Linked DNA regions of Xenopus tropicalis: region 1 is linked to region 2. Evidence: chromatin contacts called from public Hi-C data. All regions are on one chromosome and are shown on one strand. Each heading gives the region's core, a stretch centred on a gene start, on an enhancer-like site or on the middle of the called end of the contact. The rest is flanking DNA. Distances are from core to core; before and after follow the strand shown.

Region 1 (5,222 bases), core at 1,642-4,141, 45 kb before region 2:
AATAACCAACAATATAATTGGTGATTGACTGTTACCTGCTGATACCTAAGCCATGTTGAAAAATCACAGTGAGTACCTTAATATTGTAATGTTTCATATTTATTGTGCAGATTATTGTTGGGGTGTTACAAAGCTGAAACTGGTACAGACAGCCCTAAGAACAGGTGGCAACCCTAGAACTACCGTACCCAACATGCTAAAGGGATCCTGCCTCCATACAGTGATCCCTGGGATGCAGCACAGTGAAACTGGGTAAGTACTGGAGATGATGAATAAATATATGTGTCAGTACTAGCTGCATAATTACATGTAATTACATTACTAGCTAGTTGCATAATTCACATGTAAGTACATAGTGATCATATATAGGTCAGCTTTAATACATGTTTCATGGCCTGAACAGACTGGATAAAAAAGAACAACACAATATAGAGAATAACAGCATATATTTAGCATCTCCTAGACCAGCACACAAACTGCTAATTTATAGGTGTGATGGGGAAATTAAATCAACAGAATAAGAACCAGGGTTGCTTTAGGTTGGAGCCACAGCGGGGAACCCCAGACCCCTTGAGAATTTCCAGTTTAGACAAGTGCCATGCATTTAGTGTGGCAGCTATGATTCTTCTTCTGTGTTTCAGAAGTCAGAACCAGCAGTAATTACATTTACAAATAACTGTAAACCCAGTGATTTTTTTTTTTAAATGTATTACTGGAAAGTTGCTTAGAATTATACTTTCTTTCACTTGGCAATGATCCGTTTTGGGTGGAGTTTGCCTATAATGAGAATACATTGAAGCAGTTATATTATTGGCAGTATTAAATATTGGTTAATTGTATTTTCCTGTCATAACTTGGGTGCAAGGTTACATTTTACAAGACTAGAATTGCCATAACAGTTGTGCAAATTGACCCCAGTCATTAATGCTCCTAACACACCAATGCTTCCAGTTAATATTTCCGGATAAATCACACACAAATGCAGCATCTGACACAGGGGAACCCTGGAGCTACTGCCTATGGGCTCCCACTGGTCACTGTGTCAGAACAAGCAATGACAATGCACTTAAAGATTCAGGAACTGATGTCATTTTGATGCCAAACATTGGAAATGATGCCAACTGGATTTAAAAAACCTTTGTTGAAATTTATGTCAAATATGGGTGCAAGCACAATTGGGTGGCTGCACTCACCCCAAGAGTAACTCCCCCTGGTGGATGCAATGGTGAAGTTCTGATCAAAAACACTCACTGTGAGTATAAAACATGGCACATTAGGGTTGATTCACTAAAGTGCATTAAAACGAGCGCTATTTATAGCATGCGTTAAAAATGTTATTGCGTCTAATTTTTCGCGTCTTAACGCACAATTCACTAAAAGCATACTTGCTTTAATTTGGACGCGATGCTGCTTGTGTTATTTAAGTCGCGAAGACTATTTTCGTGCGGTATTTGACGGAACGCGCGCTAATCAACACATTGCGCACAAATAGTTGCAGCATGCGAAAAAACACACACCATATTAGCCATACACGGCATTACTTTCGTAAAACTACTTTTCTGAAAATGCCCATTTCCCTGCAAACTGGCGGCTGCATCACTCTGGGGCCAACACAGACTGGAATAAATCCCACTGCAAAGTCCGTATTGTGTTGCCAAAAGCTCATGAACTGTACCTTTCTATAATTACCGCCTGGCCCAAGTAGGTGTTAATTTTCGCACGGACTAATGCGATATTTAGCGCGTCTAAGTGTTTGTGAATCATGTGTTAGTATTATTTCTGCGCGCTAATTTACGCAATGCGGTAAAATTAACACATGCGGTTGCGTGTAAATTAACACACGCAATAATACTTTAGCGCTTTGGGTCCCACGGGAGAAAAGCACTTTATAAATGTTTGTTGTTGTTGTTGAATCACGCATTTTTTTCACGTCAATTTTAACACAAAAAAAAGTGCGATAAAACTTATCGATCTTTAGTGAATCAATCCTATTGTGTCAAAAATTGCACTTGGGTAAGTGCTAAGCCAACACCCTTTAGGGTAACGGTACATGGAGAGTTTTGGCACTCATGTTAAATCATGAACGACAAAATGGCTGAAATGCCTTGCCTTTATCCACAATGAAAATTTTTGATAATTCATTTAAATCACATACAATTGCCTACCTGAAACCGACCCCAACACTGCATCAATTTAGAAAATTGCACCTGTTTGGCTCATCTCCGACATCACCAGAGAGGCCAGTGCAGGAGTTGGTGTTTAGAGTATATATATATATATATATAGACCAAAATCATCCAATGAGGAATCCGCATTCACAGGACTGTGCAAAAAAAGAATTTTTATTGAAAAACAAAACTGACGTTTCGGCTGTGGCTACAGCCTTTCTCAAAGGTTTTTGTTTTTCACTCCAGATGAAGGTTTCTGTGTGAGACCGAAACGTCGAGTAATTAACCTTTCTATTCTTACATTTACATTTTGCTCACAATTCTTTAAATCCTAGGCGTGCTGTCCTTGTTCCTGTATATATATATATATTATATATAGAAGGGTAGAATGACAGCAATTGCCTTCTGCCTGTGACCCGCAGCAGGGGAAATTGGGGAAACCTGAGCCTATCGGACCTGCAGGTACACCCACCAGTCCTGTAGCATTAATGGCAATGTATTTCAGGCATTTTTATGTCCGTGATTTAACACAGGTATTATAACATGTGTCATTGCCCTTAAGGAGAACATACATTTTCAGAGAACATAACCCATTTTGAGCTGAGGAGACAGAGTATTATTGCCAATGGAATGGCCTTGTATGGGCCTGAAAGCAATACAGAGAGCGCTGAGAAGAGGAAACTGAATGTGACAGTCACTGGATAAAGATTACGCCACACCTTGGCTCCAGTTCCACGCCTGACGTGTCAGCATTGCAGCACTGCTTATAGGAAATCAGCTGTGTCAGTACAGTAACTCATTGTAGCTTCAGTTTTCTCTGATGCAGAGAATTGTAGTTCTGTAATATCTGCTTTTGGACGTCACTGGAATAACATATAACTGGAAAATGACTTTTGAAAAATAAAGGGGATGTAAACCCTAAAGGGATAAAATGTAGTTCCCAGAATCTGCTGGAGTCTTGAAACAATGCAGCCAATCATCTTCAGCCTCCTACTCTCAGGTCCTATTAACTCCATCTTGAAAACATGAAATTATGGTGTATGTGTACATGACCGGAAAGCCCCAGAATCCTTATTTATTAAAGCAATGCCAGGTGCAAAGTGCAGTTTCAGATACAAATCACGGGGCACAATGGTTTCAGATCTGCGTTGAAGTGCATGTGGATCCTCAGTCCTTGAAATATTATTGGCCGGCAAGTCGGTCTAAGTTATGTTAATCTTTTCTTGTGAAGTTTTCAGTAAAAAACATAAAAACCCTTATTAGTGCCCTGTAGAGACCACTCTGGCAAATACCCTGCTGCTGAACTCCTGTTGGCTCTAAAGAGACATTTATTGCCTTTGTGCCATCAGTGATTCTATCATTTGTTCAAGTTAATATAACTCTAAAGGCCAACTAATCCAAAAAAACATCCATGTAAGTTAAATGTGAGACACAAGATTGGAATCAGGAGGTTTTTTGGTGGTTTTTATGTCATTTCACGTGTTTTGTAGTAACGGGCAGAAACGTAAGGGAAGAGGAAGCTGAAAATGTGATGATTAATGAAAAGATTGTGTTTATCTGCGGTAGAACTCAGCTGCACAGAGCGTCACAGGAATGACATTTTCTTACCTGAGGGAAACCAAAATAACAACATATCACATACCCTGTGTGACTCACTATAGCTGCGGGGTCACAAGGTTTTTTATTCTCAATTTTAGTTTTCCTTTTGCTGTGCATCCGGCTGCTATTTTCCTTACTGAGGGTTTGTTGGGATGTCTACAGTTCATGTGAGGAGCTAAAAGCCCCACAGTTTCATCTCTTACTGAGCCCTAAGAGAGACTTTGGAGCTGCCCATCTCTTGCCCTCTGGTGGCAATCACCGACTGCCAGCCAATATTCTTCTGCGCCTGTTCCTGGTTGGCAATTGCCGGCAGAGAGTAATCTGCTTCCCTAGACATGCTGGACATGTAGGGACTAAAGGGAGAGAGTCTTGCTGTACATGGGGGGGAGAGGGTCATTCTTGCCTTTTACAAGTCCTGGTAAGGCCCCTTCGAGAATATGTAGAGCAGTGAAAAAGTGAAAGATTTGGGCAGAGTCTCAGATATTGAATATAAAACACTAATTTTAGCAAAGATTTGCAGTTTGGCACTTGTGAGTAGAAACTAGAAGGACATTTTTGACCATTTTGGATTAAGCAGAATGTGTCCTCACATCTCACATTAATGCTGACTAGTGTCCTTAGGACTAAGTGTCCCAGTATTCCAAACCATTGCCGGCCACATGGGAGCTGGGTGTTCCAATACCCTAAACTAATTCTGAGTACAATGGACATTCCAGGATCACAAACTAATACTCACTGCACAGGGGTGTCCCAGTTCTGCAATCAGAAGTTGATATTATTTGGATCTAGAGAAATATCTTGTTCCCAAACCCCAACCATTACACCCCCATGCTGTGTTATAGAGACTTTAGCAAAACTTGCTGTAGTTGCTTATCATGATGGGATGATAAACCTTACGCTAGCCTAATGAATGGCTTTACCTTCCCTATGAGTGCTACACTCAAGTCCACATTGGGTGAGGTTCCTACAGGATGGCAAGACTCTGTGCTTAAGTATGTTTGGGTTATATCTATGAAACACTAAAACCTATAAAACAAGATCTTAATATGTGATATTGCAACAACAATCATATCTATTCAGAATACAATTCATGTACATTTAAACCTTCCTGGTCATGACTGTTAGTGGGATGAAGGCAGGCACACACTTATAATACTGTACAACCAATGACTTATTAGTATACGATTAAGCAACATGCAGTAGAGCTGGGCTGCTGAACTTCTTCATCATTCTTCATCATCAGGGCAGAGGCAGACATCTTGAAAACACATAACTTTTAAAAACCAAGATTAATTTTAATGGTACAGGCAGCTCACTTTTGGACATTTGACCGAGGGTAAACATCCCCTTTAAGATATATGTAGCAGGTACTAATGGGGATTCAAAATAGGCCCTGGCATTCCCAGAACAGCCCCCCCAGCCCAATAAATAGTGACTATCTGTGGCACCTTACAG
Region 2 (5,396 bases), core at 2,776-5,275:
TACACTGCCCGTATGAATCAATCTAAAATGCAGTAAGAACAGTTACTGTACCAGCAGCTGCTTTACCATTCAGTTTATTTCTGATCTATTTAAAAGCCAAATATAAAGATATATATATAGATTTCTACATTTAGTTTTTACAAAACTCTATTGCAGTATGTCTTACTCTGCATCGTGATCACACTTATAAGCCTTTAGCAAATGCAATCAGCTTGAGGATTTTATTACTGTTAAATCCCATATATATATATATATATATATATTCACTATGAGTTTACACTAAGGACTGAGCCATCCTGTAAAATAGGAGCCCATGCAATAAGGGTAAAACACTTGAGTAAATAAGAGGCAGTAAGGTGTTTTTGTGAATATGAGATTCATAATTGGGAGGAGCAAAGTAATGAATTCTCCTTAAACCTGGCAACCTGGCAGAGGAGCTTCGTAGGCCCGGAAGTCGGTCCCATAGCAAACGATGGATTTTATCCTGTTGCGGCGTTTGGCGCTTTTCACCAACATAAACTTGGTGATTATGTGCAGGAAAGGGGTCTGTGTCTGACAAAACTATTAATATGGGCTTCCTTTCTAAAAACCTCACTATAAGGGGCAGCAGTGTGACTTGCCTGCGTTCCAGTACTATTTCCTTGGGTTTCAATTACAAGGAGCAGCATGGATACAAAATAGTTCACACCTGTCTGCTATTCACAAACGTACTTTGCATTTATACTCGCTCCTTATACACGCTGCCTTCAGGGGCTGCTACTGCTAGTGTTCCTTAGCGCGGCCATTTTCAGGCTTTTCCACTTCAAGCCCCCCATTTGAGGTACAGTTAGACCTCCCTCCCTAGGACTAACTAAAGGTCCCCATACACCTTAAGATCCGCTTGCTTGGCAATGTCGCCAAGCGAGCGGATCTTCTCCCGATATCCCCCACCTATGGGTTGGCCCTGGGGCCAAACGATCGAATTATAACAATGGGTATAGGCAAAGTCGGTGCACTACTGGCGGGCCTGCCCGACCAACATCTGGCCTGAAATCGGGCAGATATCGATCGGGCAGGTTAAAAAATCTAGTCGGATCGCGGACGGTCCCTGAGATTGTCCAGAGATTGAACAATACTTTAAATTGTTTAGAAATTAGGACCTCCTGCAGGGGCTGCCTTCTCTGTAGTTACACCCCTGGTGGCACTGTATCATAAGCCTTAGTAAAATAGTATTAATACTGCTACACCATTGTCCAAATTCATTAGGTACAGAGGCTGAGTACATCAATGAGGGACTTTATTACTTCTCCTCTGTAAGTGTAATTTTAATTGTGGAATAAATTGTTTTTGGCAAATTACACCAGGGCAGTGCACCCTTGTTTTTTTGATCCATTAAATTCGCAAATGAAACAGCCTTGTGTGACCGTGGCGTTATATTTCCTCAAATCCTTTTGTTAAGGGTGAAGACACACAGAGCTACTAGTAGCAGCTACTTGTCACGGCTACTAAAATAGACAATGCTGATCATTTACTGATAACTGTCTCTACATGTGTTTTAGCAGAGGCAATTCTCAGTATTGTCTATGGCAGGGTATTTTCTGGTGTTTAGTAGCTGTGACAAGTAGTTGCTACTAAGTAGCTCTGTGTGTCTTCACCCTAAAGACTCAACAAGTGAGAGCTGGAAGAAGATAAGGATTAATAGCCTGGTTAAAATGTAACTAAACCCTCACTACTCATGGGAAGAGTCCATTGGGCCCTGAAGCCTTTTTACATTTATATTCTTTAAACAACATATTGGGAGTGCCAGCCGATATATGAAGCAGCTACTACTTTTAGATAAGGCTGCTTCATAAGTCAGTAGTGTCCAGGTTCTCTGCTAACTGCAATACTAATACAGCAGAAGCAGGAGCGCTGTTTCGAGGGGTATCCCCCCTCTTTCTCAAGTGCCAAATAAAGAATAACAAAGGGCAAGGAAAGTTTTATTCACTCCTCTTAATAAAAGTGCTATTATTGGGCCCTGGGCATTTCTCCTTGTTGAATAATGCACAGCCCGGGAGTATTATTCCACTAAGTGCCACACTGCGATGTACTCTGTACTTTACTGCACGCGCGAGTGGTCTGGCAAAGCCAAGGGATCCCTGGGAAATGGCAAAACATGGCGGGGTGGTGCTCAATAGAACAGTAACCTGGACTGGTGTGTTTTTTAGTGAAGAAGCCAACTGACCTGGGGTTCAAGGTAAGAGATTATATTGTCTGGGGTGGGCCCCTAACAAACTGACTCCCCCCAGTGAATAACAATTGTATTTTCACTGTGTTCCTTGGTTTAATGCTGTGTTTGCCACTTGAGACGGGGCCATAAAACATTGCGCAGCGACTTTTACTGTTTCTTGTAAAGTAATCCTTGCTCACCTGATTTCTGGTAAAGCTTCCTTGTATCAACAACGTATAGACAATGATATTCTGAGATAATTTGTGGTATTTGTGGTTTTTCAATTATTCAGCAGTTTGGAATGTTAGCAGGTGGTTGCTAGGGTCTTGGTTAAGGTTAAATAACAATAATAATAATATATATATATATCCTTCCCAACTGGAAAGTTGTTTTCTGACCCAAAGCATTGAGCTGTTGCGTGGGACACACCACATACTATTAAAGATATAAAATCACCCTTGATGTACAGTAGGCTTAGGTCAACATAGGGAACTTTTAATGTCCATTCATATTTTGAAAAGTAGTTTTTTAGTGTCAATATCACTTTAAGAAGCCATTTGCTATAAAGCCCCTTTCCATAAGAACTAAGGCCTGGCTGTAAGCAGAAGGGATTAGTAACAATGTAACTGGCTTATTTCTAGGTATCCTTTTACTACCTAATAAACAGCATACCGTATGTTTAATAGATTTGGTATTTAAAAAAAACAACTGGTTGTAAAACTATAGGAAGAACCCCCTTACCATTTCCTTCTAGTTAAAGGACCAGAAAATGCTCAATATAAAAGAGTATAGGGAATATAAAGCTACTGGACATCACTAAGGAGTGGAGTATACAGGTATAGGACCTGTTATTCAGAATGCTGTGGACCTGGGATTTTCTGAATAAGGGGTCTTCCCTACATTTGAAGCTCTATACCTTAAATCTGCTAAAAATCGTTTAAACATGAAATAAACCCAATAGGGCTGTTCTGCCCCCAATAAGGGGTAATTATATCTTAGTTGGGATCAAGTACAGGTACTGTTTTATTATTACAGAGAAAAGGGAATCATTTAAGCATTAAATAAACCCAATAGGGCTGTTCTGCCCCCAATAAGGGGTAATTATATCTTAGTTGGGATCAAGTACAGGTACTGTTTTATTATTACAGAGAAAAGGGAATCATTTAACCATGAAATAAACCCAATAGGGCTGTTCTGCCCCCAATAAGGGGTAATTATATCTTAGTTGGGATCAAGTACAGGTACTGTTTTATTATTACAGAGAAAAGGGAATCATTTAACCATGAAATAAACCCAATAGGGCTGTTCTGCCCCCAATAAGGGGTAATTATATCTTAGTTGGGATCAAGTACAGGTACTGTTTTATTATTACAGAGAAAAGGGAATCATTTAACCATTAAATAAACCCAATAGGGCTGTTCTGCCCCCAATAAGGGGTAATTATATCTTAGTTGGGATCAAGTACAGGTACTGTTTTATTATTACAGAGAAAAGGGAATCATTTAACCATGAAATAAACCCAATAGGGCTGTTCTGCCCCCAATAAGGGGTAATTATATCTTAGTTGGGATCAAGTAAAAGGTACATGAGAAAAAGTAAATTGTTTTTTTAAATTTGAGCCTATGGGAGAAGCCCATTATCTTGAGCTTTCTGGATAACAGATCCCAGATAACAAATCCCATCCCAGATCTTTGCCCTTGGCCCATTGTCCCATAGCCCCACAGTATATGGTCTCTTTCCTGCAGACAAGTTTCTGTTTCCCGGCGCCCCTGGCCCATTACACAGACTTGCAACACCAGTGCATAGGGGTTTATACACAGTGGGAAATAGGGAACTTTAATGCTACACACCCATCTGAAGCAGAAGTGGCGGTTATATATTTAACATATTGGTGCAATCTAGTGGTTGGCATTGAGCAAAATGGAATAGATTTACCCTCATGTGGTTTATACATTTCCACAGAATTTTCAAATAATCACGAGATCTAAAAAGGGAGAAAAGTAACACACATGGTACGGCCGGGAGTGATAGAGGATCAGACCAAAAGCCATGGCAACACTTAAAGGGGTGGTTCACCTTTCATTTAACTTAGAATTAGCCATTCTACAACATACTAAGCAACTTTTCAATTGGTCTTCATAATTTATTGTTTATAGTTTTTGAATTATTTGTCTTCCTCTTCACTTCCAACTTTCAAATGGGGGTCACTGACCCCGGCAGCCAAAAAACTATTGCTCTATGAGGCTCCAGTTTTATTGTTATTGTTATTTTTTATAACTTAGTTTTCTGTTCAGTTCCTTTCCTATAAATATGTCACTGCCTGGTTGCTAAGGTGATTTGACCCAAGCAACCAGATAACTGCTGTAGAGTTGCCGAACAAAAAGTGAAATAATTTAATGTGAAATCTGATATAGATGTATGATACCTCTTGTATTGGCTGTATGTAATATGTATAACCGAAATAGTTTATAAATATATGTTATAATAATAATAATCATAATGATAATTATATCCCCTCAGTTGCACTGAGGGTCCCACCTATGGGTGGGTTTTTAATACTAAATACCTGGATAATATACAAGTGTATTTGGAGCGTTATCCCCACTGTTTCCATAGTGACTATACTGTCCCTTCTGGGGTTAATATGCAGATTATCCATCATCTGTAGTAATTATACTGCACATCTGGGGTTAAAATGCCCATTATCTATTTTATTATTATTATTATTATTATTATTTCTACTGGTTCATCTGGGGTTAATATGCTCATCATTATCTATTTTCTGTAGTAATCATACTGGCACATCTGGGGTATGTTTTGTTAAAGGGATTCTGTCATGATATTTATGGGGTACATTTTATTTTAAATGACACTGTTACACAGCAAATAATTCCCTCTGCCATTTAACCTTTTATTCTTGAGCCAACAAATGTATTTGTAGCTGTAATATTGGTGTGTAGGCGCCATCTCAGTGCATTGTGCCTGAGTCTGAGCTTTCAGCCAGCGCTACACATTAGAACTGCTTTCAGCTAACCTATTGTTTCTCCTACTCCCATGTAACTGGAGGAGTCCCAAGCCGGACTTGGATTTCTTACTGTTGAGTGCTATTCTGATACCTACTGGGAGCTGCTATCTTGCTCCCTTTCCATGGTTCAGCTTATCGGCTGCTGGGAGGGGGGGGGGGATATCACTCCAACTTGCAGCGCAG

The links. Hi-C and Micro-C count contacts between places; a contact is called where the count stands out from the background.
Region 1: a Hi-C map of liver shows a contact between it and region 2, with 4 times the contacts expected there. The contact joins two enhancer-like sites. A contact is called at or near these places in 5 of 5 Hi-C or Micro-C datasets (brain, gastrula embryo, liver and 2 more).

Annotation. Positions count from the first base shown.
Region 1 is chr1:200,987,655-200,992,876 of UCB_Xtro_10.0, reverse strand. No RefSeq gene overlaps it. Among named protein-coding and RNA genes, the nearest start is that of fut11, 22 kb to the right of the region's middle. Within about 2 kb of position 2,891, at least 3 of the 11 cell types and tissues checked have an H3K27ac peak or open chromatin away from gene starts, as enhancers often do. A contact at or near this core is called in liver, where this site is marked.
Region 2 is chr1:200,943,605-200,949,000 of UCB_Xtro_10.0, reverse strand. No RefSeq gene overlaps it. Among named protein-coding and RNA genes, the nearest start is that of fut11, 22 kb to the left of the region's middle. Within about 2 kb of position 4,025, at least 2 of the 11 cell types and tissues checked have an H3K27ac peak or open chromatin away from gene starts, as enhancers often do. A contact at or near this core is called in liver, where this site is marked.